3 separate regions of the Sus scrofa genome follow, and regions 2 and 3 are each linked to region 1. The links are chromatin contacts, called in public targeted proximity ligation maps. All regions are on one chromosome and are shown on one strand. The core of a region is the stretch at or near the end of the contact, and the rest is flanking DNA. Distances in the headings are between cores, read along the strand shown.

Region 1 (3,905 bases), core at 686-3,185:
CCAGGCTATGGGTCTAATCAGAGCTGCAGCAATGCGGGATCCGAGCCATGTCTGCTACCTACACCACAGCTCAGGGCAACGCCGGATCCTTAACCCACTGAGCGAGGCCAGGGATCAAACCCACAACCTCATGGTTCCTAGTGGGATTTGTTTCCACTGTGCCACGATGGGAACTCCTTGACAAGCCTTGTTTGATGGGAACTTCTTGACAAGCCTTTTTTCGACTGTTCTTACTGCTCCTAAGTTATCATGCCTTCGCAGTGCTAAAGCCCAGGTTCACTGCACTTAGCCCAGTAAGCTCCTCAGTGTCATCCTGTCATCTTCTACCCAAACCCACATCTCTAGCCCCCTCCGTGACTCTCTTCTGTCCCACCTGCCAACACCCAGAACCTATGGTTGTGCTTGTGACCCCACCTTCTCCCGAGCTTCATGTGGTCTCACCACGTCAATCACACCAGGGTCAGAGGGCTACGTCCCCCTCTTCTGATTGGTCCTTTAGCTCCCTTCTCCTTCCTCTTTTATTGTTTCTCCTCTCTGGCACAGAACTTGGAATCACAATCTATGAGGTAGGTTAACCTGTCGGAACTCATTAGCTGTGCGGGATTTTGGAAAGAGGAGCGTCTAATGCAATAGCTTTCAGACTTTTGAACTGCCTCGTAAAGGGCAGTAGACTTGAGACCGACCTGGGCATGTATGTGTTAAAAAAGCAAATGTTAAAGCAATATACATATATGCCCAGGTCTGTCTCAAGTCCCTGGCGGTGCAGGGCAGCTGGCAGTGTGTATCATGAATGCAGGAGGCAGGAGAGCGGACCAGAGGTAGAGATTGTTGAATTCATCTAGGAGTCAATCATGCAGTCTAGACATCAGCCTACAGTGTCAGGGAAGCATGATAATAATATAATAATAATGCTCCTGCCTCGCTTTCATTTTCCAAGTCTCAAGGGAGTTGGGTCCTTGCTTTGCTGTTCGTTACTGATTGTTCCCTTTAACAGTGGATATAAAGGCCAGATAATACAATCTGAGCATTGCTTTATTTTAAAGGTGTGTTTATTCGTAGTTTTGTCTTTGGGATGGATATAAGTTAATTTTTTTTTTTTCAGTGTAACAAACCAGCATCTGGTATCCAGTGTGTAGCAGCAATGGTGCTGAGGATCAGATAGGCAGGTAGCAATCTGAACCATCTCCCTCCTCCCTCTTATTTGAAGAAAACAATATCCTCCCCAAAGAAGGAAAGCAGAAAAAGGAAGTGCTACCTGAACAAAAGCCTTTGTCCTGGCTCCTTCCTGATAATGTTTAGTTTGTAGTAGTGGCGCAGGGCTCTGGACATTTTCTCATAGGTCATGTTTGTTCTGTTCTGTTTGTTCAAAGGAGGAAGAGAGAGAGAAAAAAAAAAGCACAAAGACACAATGAAATGAACCTCAGAAAAGGTGCTGGAGGAGCTATTAAAATGCAGCTCTTCAGCTGCTCCTGGGGCCCTGCCAGTGGGGAAAGCTCCCTGCTAACCTGCTCCCTTCCAGGCCCACTGTGCTGCGTTTTCACCGACGCCAAGGCCCAGGTTTCTCCCGAGGTGACTCAGCCTTGGTCAGGAGGCTGGAGCTCCCGCTAACAAAGCACACCCACGGTGGCCTCTGGACTTCCTCTCCCAGGACTGCGCTCTGCTGTGCCTGAGGAATTTCCTGCAGACCACCCCTCCCTCCCCATTCTGGGGGGCATCCTTCACCTTCTGACCTGCAGAGAATTTCTTTTTTTTTTTCCTTTTTTTAAACATGACCTTTGTCCAACTTGTGTTTCTGGCTTGTCATTTTTAAGGAAGAGATTTTTTTTTTTGGTTTAAATTTCTGTTGTGGAAGCAAGAATCCAGTGGCTCCAGGCCCCGGGGCCAGGGCACACTGTGGGAGTTGTTGCAGAGCGATTTTTCTCAGTGACTCACGCGATGGAGCGTGTCAGTGGGACCTGGCCATATTTGGTCATAGCCTCTGGTAGGTCCTCCTCAGTGGGGCAAGAGCATGGGCTGCGGACCATGGAGGCTGCAGCCAGGGCAGAGCTGGGCTGTACCCTCTCTGTGCCCTCCCCATCTGGAGGTGAGACTTCAGGGTGCCTGGCCAACTTGGCCTCACATCTATCTGTCTGTGGGTAGGCTTGGGTCTTGGTTACTCAGCAGGGGGAAGTTCCCAGGTCAGGGATTGAACCTGGGCCACAGCAGTGACCTGAGCTGCTGCAGTGACAATGCCAGGTCCTTAACCCACTGTGCCACCAGGGAACTCCTCACTTAAAAAAAAAAGTCGCAATACAGATTTATCTATTAAAAATGTTTTTTGGCAGGGGACCACTTTGCTCTATTTTATTTTATTGTGGTAAGAACACTGAACATGAGATCTACCGTCTTAACAAATTTTTAGGTGCATAATACAGCAGCGTTAACCATAGGTAGTGTTGAACATCGGATTTCTAGAACTTAACTCATCTTGTTTAATGATTGATTAGTAATGCTGCTTTTCTGCCTCTCCCCAGGAGAGTTGCTTCCTGTGACTGGCTTATTTCACTTGACATGGCTGGACCTTGAGGACGCTATGCTGCAGAATCGCCTTTTTTAAGGCTGAATACTATTCCATTGCATGGATATAGCATGGTTTCTAGACCCATTCGTTCATCAGTGGATGTTTAGGTTGTTTTACACTTTATACCTATACACATTCACAGTTTTCATAACTTACAAAAGACTATATATATATACGTTGTCTTTTTAGGGCTGCACCTGTGGCATATGGAAGTTCCCAGGCTAGGGGTCGAATTGGAGCCGTAGGCTGCAGCCATAGCCACAGTAATGCTGGATTTGAGCCGCATCCACAGCCTATGCTGCACCTTGAGGCAATGCTGGATCCTTAACCCACTGACCAAGGCCAGGGATTGAACCCACATCCTCATGGACACTTACTAGATGGGTTCTTAACCTGTTGAACCACAACGGGAACTCCAACGATATCTTTAAATTTGATTCCCTCCCCTCTATGTGGAAAATTCTGGGGCAGTCAGACTTCTTGCACTGTTTGCTTTTAAAGGAGATGTTTTCAAGTCAGGATAAGTATTTTCCATGTAGAATGGGGCTTTGGCAGCCACAGGGCTTTCTAACGGAGCAGAACAGAAGCGATACTTCCAAAGCCCCTGTGGGTCACAGAGTCCTGCAGGGCATCCCTGGTACCCAGTTCTTAATGCTGGCGTGGGCGGCAGGGCCAGGCCACGGGAGGGAGTGATGGTTCCTCCTAACGAGCCCTATCAGGCGGGGATGTGCTGAGTTAACTGGCACCTGGCACAAGGGCCAAATGGAAAGGGGCATCTTTAATTATTTCCTTCCCTTTGCAAACTGTCTAATTGTTTGTCCAGTGAAGAATAAACTAGCTAATTACTGCCAGACTTAGGAAGCAGAAGACAATTATCCTCCAACCCAGGGATGAAGGCGGGACTTGGCCCTTGTTTACAGGACACATATCTGCGGCCCTTTTACCTTATGGTTTCCCCACAGTCGAGCCAGTCCATTGGGATCCACTATCCGGAATATTTTGGATTCTTTGTCCTCCCATCGGATGAAGTTTTCGTACCGGCTGTCAGAAAGCAACTGATAGACGTAATCCCAAAGCAGTCTACAGTCTACAGAGGAAAAGGGCGAGAAAACACGTTGACAAGGTGTCTTGCTGAAGTACCATGAGCAAAAAAAAAATCGGAAAATAATCAAGTGACTGCATTTGCTTACTTTGGTTTGATTGTCTAACTTCCTCGTTTTACAGTGAGGAGACCAAGGTGCAGAGAGGCCTGTGCGATGGTGACCTTGACCTGTGGAGGACTTTGAGACTGTCCAAGCCCAGCATCTGCCCCCAACAGATGAGGACTTAGCAACCTGGAGAGAGG
Region 2 (3,905 bases), core at 398-2,897, 120 kb before region 1:
GCTCCGGCAGCAGAGGTGGAGCTGAGGGACAAGGTCATAGGTGGCAGGAAAATCAGGGCTTGTTGAAAATGCAGAGGTGGGACTGAGGTGGGGTGAGGAGACACTCAGCACTCTCCCGGGGGTCCCCGGGGGTGCTGGGGGTGCTGTTACCTGAGACGATGAGAAGGAAAATCAGTCTGAGTTTCACAGATGTACAAGAACGTTGGCGGAATACATTCCCCCCCCCCCCCCCCGGAGTCTTTTCCCTTCCAATTCTGCCTTTGATTTCAGATTTCCACTGATAACTGCTGAATTAGGAGAGCACGCCTTCTAGGATGTTCTGGAGGCGGTGGGGGAGCCGTGATGATGTCATTTTCCCTGAGGAACTTGTACACTGTGACATCCCTCCTTTTTTTTTTTTTTTTTTTTTTTTTTTTTTTTTGGTCTGTCCAGGGCTGCACCTATGGCATATGGAGGTTCCCAGGCTAGGGGTCTAATCAGAGCTGTTGCTGCCGGCCTACACCAGAGCCACAGCAACGCCAGATCTGAGCCATGTCTGCAACCTACACCACAACTCATGGCAATGCTGGATCCTTTAACCCACTGAGCAAGGCCAGGGAGCGAACCTGCAACCTCATGGTTCCTAGTCAGGTTCATTTCCGCTGAGCCACGACGGGAACTCCTTTCCTTCATTTTTTTTTTCAAGTTTTATTGACGTATCGTTGATTGACAAGGTTGTGGTCATTTCTGTTGTGCTACAAAGGGATTGATTCACTTATACACAAACACACATCTATTCTCTTACAGAGTCTTTTCCCACATGGGTTATCACAGAATGTTGGGTAGAATTCTCTGATGACACCCCTCTTTGAGTTGACCCGGCTGGATCCTTTCTACTTGTTTAGCTTCAGCTTTGAAGCGGAACATCTATTTGCCTGTCACACACTGGTCTCTTCGGGTGTCCAACTCATTCTGGTTTGCTGGGGACTTTCCTAGTTTTCATAACGAAAGTCCTGCCTCCTGTGTATCCTTTTAGTCCCAGGCAGACTTGGGCTGTTGGTCACCCCAGATGTCCGTGAAGTGCTGGGACGGTTTGATGTGTGCACAGAACATTCTAGATGGTCCTGGGTAGGAAATGCATTTGCTGCAACAAAGCATAGCTCTTGTCCTCTCTGCCCAGACTGAGAGGGGCGCCTAAGGCCTGGGGAGGGGTGGAGGGCACAAGGCAGAGCCCAGTGTGGCTTTGTGTGTTGTCCCCATGGAGGTCACCCCAGGGCAGAAAGTGCCCAGCAGATAGAGGTGCTTCAAGCAAAGCTGCAGTCATCCAGCCATCTCCTTGTGGGACGGAGCCGGGCCTCCCAGGATTCATTGAATGGAGAAGCTGATGGGGAAATCCAGGAACTCGCAACCCCAGGTCAAGCTGGGCTCTCCCTCCCAGAGGCCACAGCCCATCACGTGCCGAAGTTTCCTGGGAGCGCTGCTCTTCCCAGGCTGCTTCCCTGTCACCGGCTGATGCTGCAGGAAGCTGGGGGAATCAAAAGAGCCGGAGCCACAGTCCTTCATGAAAACATGGGGTGTAAAACAAATGACCTCGGGTATCCTGAGGGGGGGTGTGGGCACAGAGGGCACGTGGAGGATTTCTCCCACTTTCCCCGCACTCCCGGCTCACCCCCTGGGGGGAGGGTGCAGGGTGGTGAAATCAAGCCTCGGTTCACTTCCTGTATGAAGCCCAAGGAAGTCTTTGGCAAATCTAATCCAAAAGTTATTGCTCAGGCCCAAATCCAGCAACCCCTTCATGCCCCCTTCCCCCAGGAAAGGTTAAATAGTTCCCACAGGGTGCAAGAAAGGGTTATTGAAAACAGCAGTTTTTTTTTTTTTTTTTTTTTTTTCCTTAACTTCAGCACTTCTGGTAAATCTCTGATCCAGCATCTAGTGGTTAACCACTGATACAGGAAATGACATTTAACGTTTTTATCACTCAGCCAGAAATGGAAGAACAAGGCAAGTCTGTGTTTAGGGAAGATGGATGGCTGCCCACCACCTTCATCTTAAAGGCGCGCCGGCTCTTTTCCCAGTTGCTCTGGGTGTTGGCTCACATCCCCCTTGGGCTGCTCCATGCTGACTGTGAAGAGGAAAGGCGGCAGAACGTTCAGGGCCTTGCTGCGCAGAAGGGGAGCCCAACTGTTGTCAGCTGTTGAGCGGCCCTGGGTTCCCCTTTTGCAGGAGCCGTTGCGTGTGGGGACAGGCAGGCAGGAAGTGAGTGTGGATGCCCTCGGTCCCAGGCGCCACAACCACAGCATCAGCCTGGGCTGGCGGAGCCCGGGGCCACCCGGTCGGAGTGAGGCTTTGAATGGAGCCCCGTCCACTGCTAAGCGGAGGATGGTCTGCACGGGGTCATCGCCTCCTCGCAGACAATCCGCGAAGCAAGAGCGTCGAACACCACAAACCACAGCAAGACAGTGCATTTGGTTTCGCTTGCAGTTTCCCTGGGTCACTGGGTTCTTCTCCATCGCTTTGTTGTTGTTGTTGTTGTTGTTGCCTTTTTTGGATGAGGGGTTTTCAGTGCAGCTGCAAAGTGGATTCCTTGTAAGAACAAAAATAACACCACCAACAACAGTAATAAACACTGAGATTGTTGAGTGGTAAATAGTCCAGATGCATGATCTTTACTTGCTCAGAGTCTAGAGCTGGTTGGCACCATAGCCAGGCAGGAGTTGAACCCAGGTGTGTGGTTGCCAAAGCCATCCTGCCCTCTGGTCATCTACTAGCAAGCCTGACCCCTGCCACACCCACTGGGCAGAGAATTGGGAGCCCCAGGGTCCTAACAGTGGGCACCCTGCCAGAGTGGGGGTGAGGAAGGTCAGTCAGTGCCTTGTTGGCAAAGATGGGTATCTTCCCATATTAACTAGGGCCCCAGGGTCTCTGATAAAATCTCTGGGTGCCGCCCTTTGCTTAGCAGGAACTCAGATGATCCTGATTTTGTGAGGAGTCACTCAGGTGCAAATTCCCCCTCGTCCTCCTGCTCTCTGCCATCTTCCTGCGAAGATTCCTGCCCTTCGGATATGTCTCCATCATCACAGCTGGCAGGATGGCGCAGTGGGCAAGCCCTGCCCTGGAAGGCAGGGAAGTTGGGTTCTGTGTCCCCTCTATGAAGCTGATGGCTTGGCGAGTCCCCTCTTTTCTGCTCTTCATTGTCTGGGGAGGACAGAGGTGAGGGCTGCTCACAGCCTCTTGGCACTTCAGTTCACCCATCTGTGTACTTGCTCTGCAGAGTAAGGACATCGAAAGAGCTCTGAGAAGAAAATTTATTCTTCCTTGGCATTCCGTTGTGGCTCAGTGGATAAGAACCTGACCAGTATCCATGAGGGCTCGGGTTTGATCCCTGGCCCTTAACCAGTGGGTTAAGGATCTGGCGTTGCTGTGAGCTATGGTGTAGGTTGCAGATGTGGCTTGGATCTGGCGTGGCTGTGGCTGTGGCTGTGGTGTAGGCTGGCAGCTGCAGCTCTGTTTTGGCCCCTAGCCTGGGAACTTCCATATGCCATGGGTATGGCCCTAAAAAGACAAAAAAAAAAAAAAAAAAAAAAAAAGAAAAAAACCAGAAAAGAAAATCTATCCCTCCAAGCTGACACACCCCTCCGTGCAGAGAAATAAGTTGCCGTTTGGCCTCAAAAAGCCTTCCTAATAGGACAGACTTGCACGTGAGTGTTACAGCCCCAGGAGCCTCCCCACAACCCATCTGTGTGACTTTGTACCAGAGCAAAGAGACGGAAGAGACTGATTACCACTCGGGCTCACTTGGCGGGGGGGGGGGGGAGTCTCTGGTCCTCCCCAGGGGGAAGCTTCTTCTCCAGGACCCATGTCTTCTCCATGCCTTCTCTGCAGTGCTTTCACCCTGCGGACCAAAGCAGAGTGATCAGAGATTTGTC
Region 3 (3,905 bases), core at 422-2,921, 72 kb after region 1:
CTTAAAAAAAAAAAAAAGAAACAAAAAAAACAAAAACAGAGTTTGGTTTACAATGCCTGGAAAAGAGAAAGTATTTTAAATAGGCACCACTCGGGGAAGTTACAGTGGACATACACTTGGACTCCCTTCAGAAAGATTTGAATACAATAAAATAGACACGACAAACTCTCCTGAATACAATTTAATCTTCCTTTGATTCCTGAGTGGGTAAAATTCAGATCTTAAGTTCAGGGTCACTATCATAAACATCAGCTGTCATTGCACTGGTGAAATATGCAATGTGCCAGTTAATAATAGCTTTACAAATTCACAGAAGATCAGATAATAGAGGTTTTACTGTAACAGGGTTCATGATGGTTAAAAGAATCAATGCATTTTCCAAAAGAGCCTAAATCATTTCTAGGAAGTAACTCATGCTCTGCGAGAATAGGGCAGGATTTACAAGGAAGTGCTTGGTACTCCCTGGAAGGAAAAGTGCTATATAATTGTAAGCTGTTCTTTATTCTGTGCCTGAGGTCCTATCCACTACCCATACAGGCTCTCCTTAAATGGAGTGGAAGATTTCTCCAGCCTTTCCTAGATCCAAGGAACAGAATGCAGCTCAGGATAGGCATATCACGAGAAGAAATCTATTCAAGGTCACGTGTGGAAGGACCCTTTGCTTAAAGGAATTTGGGCTGGAAAAGAGTTCTCGGCTCTGGCTTGAAGAAAAAGAGAGGAGGCAGTGCAGGAGAGAGGGAGGGAGGGAGAGTCACCCCACATGCTACTCGGCCACCAAGGACAGAGTTTCTGCGCGGTTTCATTAGAACATGAAACCTATTCTGTCGACTATGAGTCCACTGTGAGCTGAAAAGGAGTTAGTTCACTTCCTTAGCATCTGGGGTCCCATCATTCTGAGTCATGGCCACATTAACTCTGCTACTGAAAAAGCAAGAGCTTGGCAGCACAGCCAAGCCCACGGTCACGGTGCCCATCCCATCACGCAGGCAAGCAGGTTTCCCCCAAGTGCAGTTCAGTAAGATGGGGTGCCCTGGGGGATGGGCTGCGGAGGGGAAGGGTGAGGGGAGGGGGCTTTCTGTTCAAAGCTGGCTACTTTCTCTGTAGAATTCAATTCTCCCCAACTGGGGAGGATGGAAATCTCTGATTTCCTGTATCTCTTCTAAAACAATGAGGCTCTCCCACCCCCATCCTGGGAGGGCAGCTTAGCTGTGGCTCAGGGCTCTGGCTGAAGGGAACTGGCCTGGCTGAGCAGCCACTCAGCAAAGGGAGGACATTCATACAGGGCTTCCTGGGGCCTCATGGATGTCAGGGCGCCCTGCCGCTCAATCATGTAGCAGGAAATCACTAAGCTATGAGGATAAAGACCAGTCGGGGTCCCTGTGCAGCTTTAGGGCAGGTTTCTATTTCCCCTTGTGGTGGAGAAGCGGCTTCCAAACTGCATTCAAACAATACAGTCTCCAGCAAGGAAGAAATGAAACCCTTTAAATCTTCAGCCCTTGGAGCAGTACGCTCCCCTGCTGCTCTCAGCCTTTTGTTACAGTCTCAGGAATGTGTACTTAATAGAGAAAGCGTGGTTTTGTGGCTGCTCTGAAAGAATACCAAGGTGGGTAGGACAGACCTGCCTCTCACAAGAAACCCTCCCACTGGCTGACGGTGGCCCATGCTGGGGCCATGAGGAAAGCCACCAGGGACAGTGCACCCCCAGTCCTCTCCCCAAAGTGCTGGACTGAGAGGCAGGAAATAATCCCAAACAAGCCTTAAATGCATTTGAGGGAAGGTGTGTTGGTGAGAGGAGTGGCTCTAAGGAGGTCTGCCATACCGCTGGCAGTGACTAATGCGGGGGGGGGGGGTACCCGAGAATGTAACCTCCCTCAAGGGGCCTGTGCACAAAAAAGGCAGTCTGCTTCCTGTGATTTAGCCTAACAGCACCCAGCCCAAATATTGCAAGGACTAGTGGTGGAAGGGACCTGAGAGCTTATGCTCCCCAGCCTTCTGGTAAGAAGGCAAGATTCCCATGAGGAGTGTGAAGACATTTCCCAAAAGGGGGAAATGGCTAATAAAAATGGATAAGGGAAGGATAAAAAGTATTCTGAGCAAGCAGAGAAAGGTTCCTGATGAACAAATACCTCATTCCACATAAAACATTTTAGAGTGTTACATAAACTTTCGGTAAAGCCAAGGCTTAGAATTCGTCAGCATTAGGACACTGCTACTGCCACGTGCGTGCATCTGATTTCAAAGGGATGCTTTCAGACAGGGGGAGCCTTATGCACAATTCTGAAGCAGGCAAATTCCACCTTGGCTCCCCAGTTCTTTGCCCTTTTCCCTTCAATGACAGGATATGGTGGAATGAGAAGCAGTGCAGGCTTTGGGTCAGGCAGCTCTGGTTTTAAGTCCCAGCCCTGGCCCAGACTAGCTAGCATATGACCCCAGCAGGACACTTCATTTCCTGTCTTCATTTCCTAATCTGTAAAAAGTGGATCTCAACTCACACGGATTGCTGTGAAAATTACATGTGTGAAAGTGCTGGGTCCCCAGCAGGACTCAGAAAAGTTGCCTTTCTTTTCTTCTTTCTTCCCTTCTCTCCCTCTCCCCGAAACTTGTGTCGTGATCTACACATCCCTGTTTCCTCTCACCCCTCATCCCCCCATCCATTAAAATACGCTTCCAGGAAGAGATCTAAAAATGATTAATGTTCGAGTGAAATGACCACCCAGAGCTTAATGAGCCATCTCCCTGGTCTCTGGGCTTTTTAAAACAAAAATCCATGTTCAAGGGTAGAAATCCAGGCACTGAAGGAAGGACCAAGAGGTTTTCCAAAGGCAGAAAGTCTTTTCTGGAAACTGTGAAAAATGGACAGAAAAGCAGATGACCCCAGTGGCAGGGTCACCAGAAAATGTTCCAAAAGACACTACTTCTTGGAATGATTACCAGGCTTTGCGAAATTGTCTTTCCCTTTCCTATTGACTGCCAAGGGCTATATTTATGGAAACAGAGGATTTCTCATTTTTAGTTAGATTCTAAATGAGTCCCATAATCTAGATACCAGAAGAGCATGAGGTAAAAGCAGAAAGACTAGTTGAGGTTGAGATCCTGTTATAAACAATACCTGGGAGATAAGAGCTGGAGAACAAAAAAACACAGAGGACCAATTATTTGCTGTATCACTGCTATGGTGGTGGCATGAGGCTTTGTTTTAATAAATGTCATGCATCTAAGAGTTCGAAGAACTTTCTAACGATTGGTGTTGTTTCAAAATGGCAAGACTGCCTGTGAGACACTGAGGTCTCACCCTTAGAAGTGTCCAGGCAGAAGGTGGATGGTCACCACTCAGCAAAGCCACAGGTGGAACACCCACACTGGGAGGGGGTAGACCAGATGACCTGCAATGTCTATGTAAGCCCAGGAATCCTACTCTAAAGTTCCAAAAGCAGCAGGAAAAAAAAAAGCAATAATTTTGAATCTTCCAGAAGGTGTGGATTATTATTAACGATGTACTCAATCCAGCTTTCCAGATTAATCTTATTCAGGAACAGAGTAAAATATGACACGTGGATCTAGCTAATGGTTATAGACATCCATGCTTTAGATTGGATCTTGCCAACTAGAACCTCAAGACACAACAGGTATTTCTGTTTTAGTGTGGCTTTTCTTATACTAATTCATACTTAAATTTTTTAAGAAATCATGGATCATGGCACACAGAGGCTTGGTTCTGAGCTGCAGAGCCACCGACAAAGACATAGGTGCTCACACATGCACCCTCCACACTTGCACCCAGCTCTTTCTAGGTCTTCGAAAATGCATTTGGATTATTAGTCTTCCATGCTCTTTCTGGTGTAAAGCAGTGTTTTTTTTATGAGTATACATTCAAGGTTTTCTATTTGACATGTAGTGCTACTGTG

Evidence for each region.
Region 2: a contact with region 1 is called in a targeted proximity ligation map of alveolar macrophages. A contact is called at or near these places in 2 of 47 Hi-C or Micro-C datasets (epiblast stem cells and fetal heart ventricle) and 1 of 2 datasets of targeted methods (alveolar macrophages).
Region 3: a contact with region 1 is called in a targeted proximity ligation map of alveolar macrophages. A contact is called at or near these places in 1 of 5 promoter capture datasets (liver), 2 of 47 Hi-C or Micro-C datasets (alveolar macrophages and liver) and 1 of 2 datasets of targeted methods (alveolar macrophages).

The regions. Positions count from the first base shown.
Region 1 is chr5:60,530,561-60,534,465 of Sscrofa11.1, forward strand. ETV6 (transcription factor ETV6) reads right to left here. Exons shown (of 8, transcript XM_005652587.3): 6 at 3,505-3,647; 7 at 1,256-1,356. Among named protein-coding and RNA genes, the nearest start is that of BCL2L14, 170 kb to the left of the region's middle.
Region 2 is chr5:60,414,429-60,418,333 of Sscrofa11.1, forward strand. No RefSeq gene overlaps it. Among named protein-coding and RNA genes, the nearest start is that of BCL2L14, 59 kb to the left of the region's middle.
Region 3 is chr5:60,602,955-60,606,859 of Sscrofa11.1, forward strand. The region is part of intron 2 of ETV6 (transcription factor ETV6); the gene reads right to left. Among named protein-coding and RNA genes, the nearest start is that of ETV6, 170 kb to the right of the region's middle.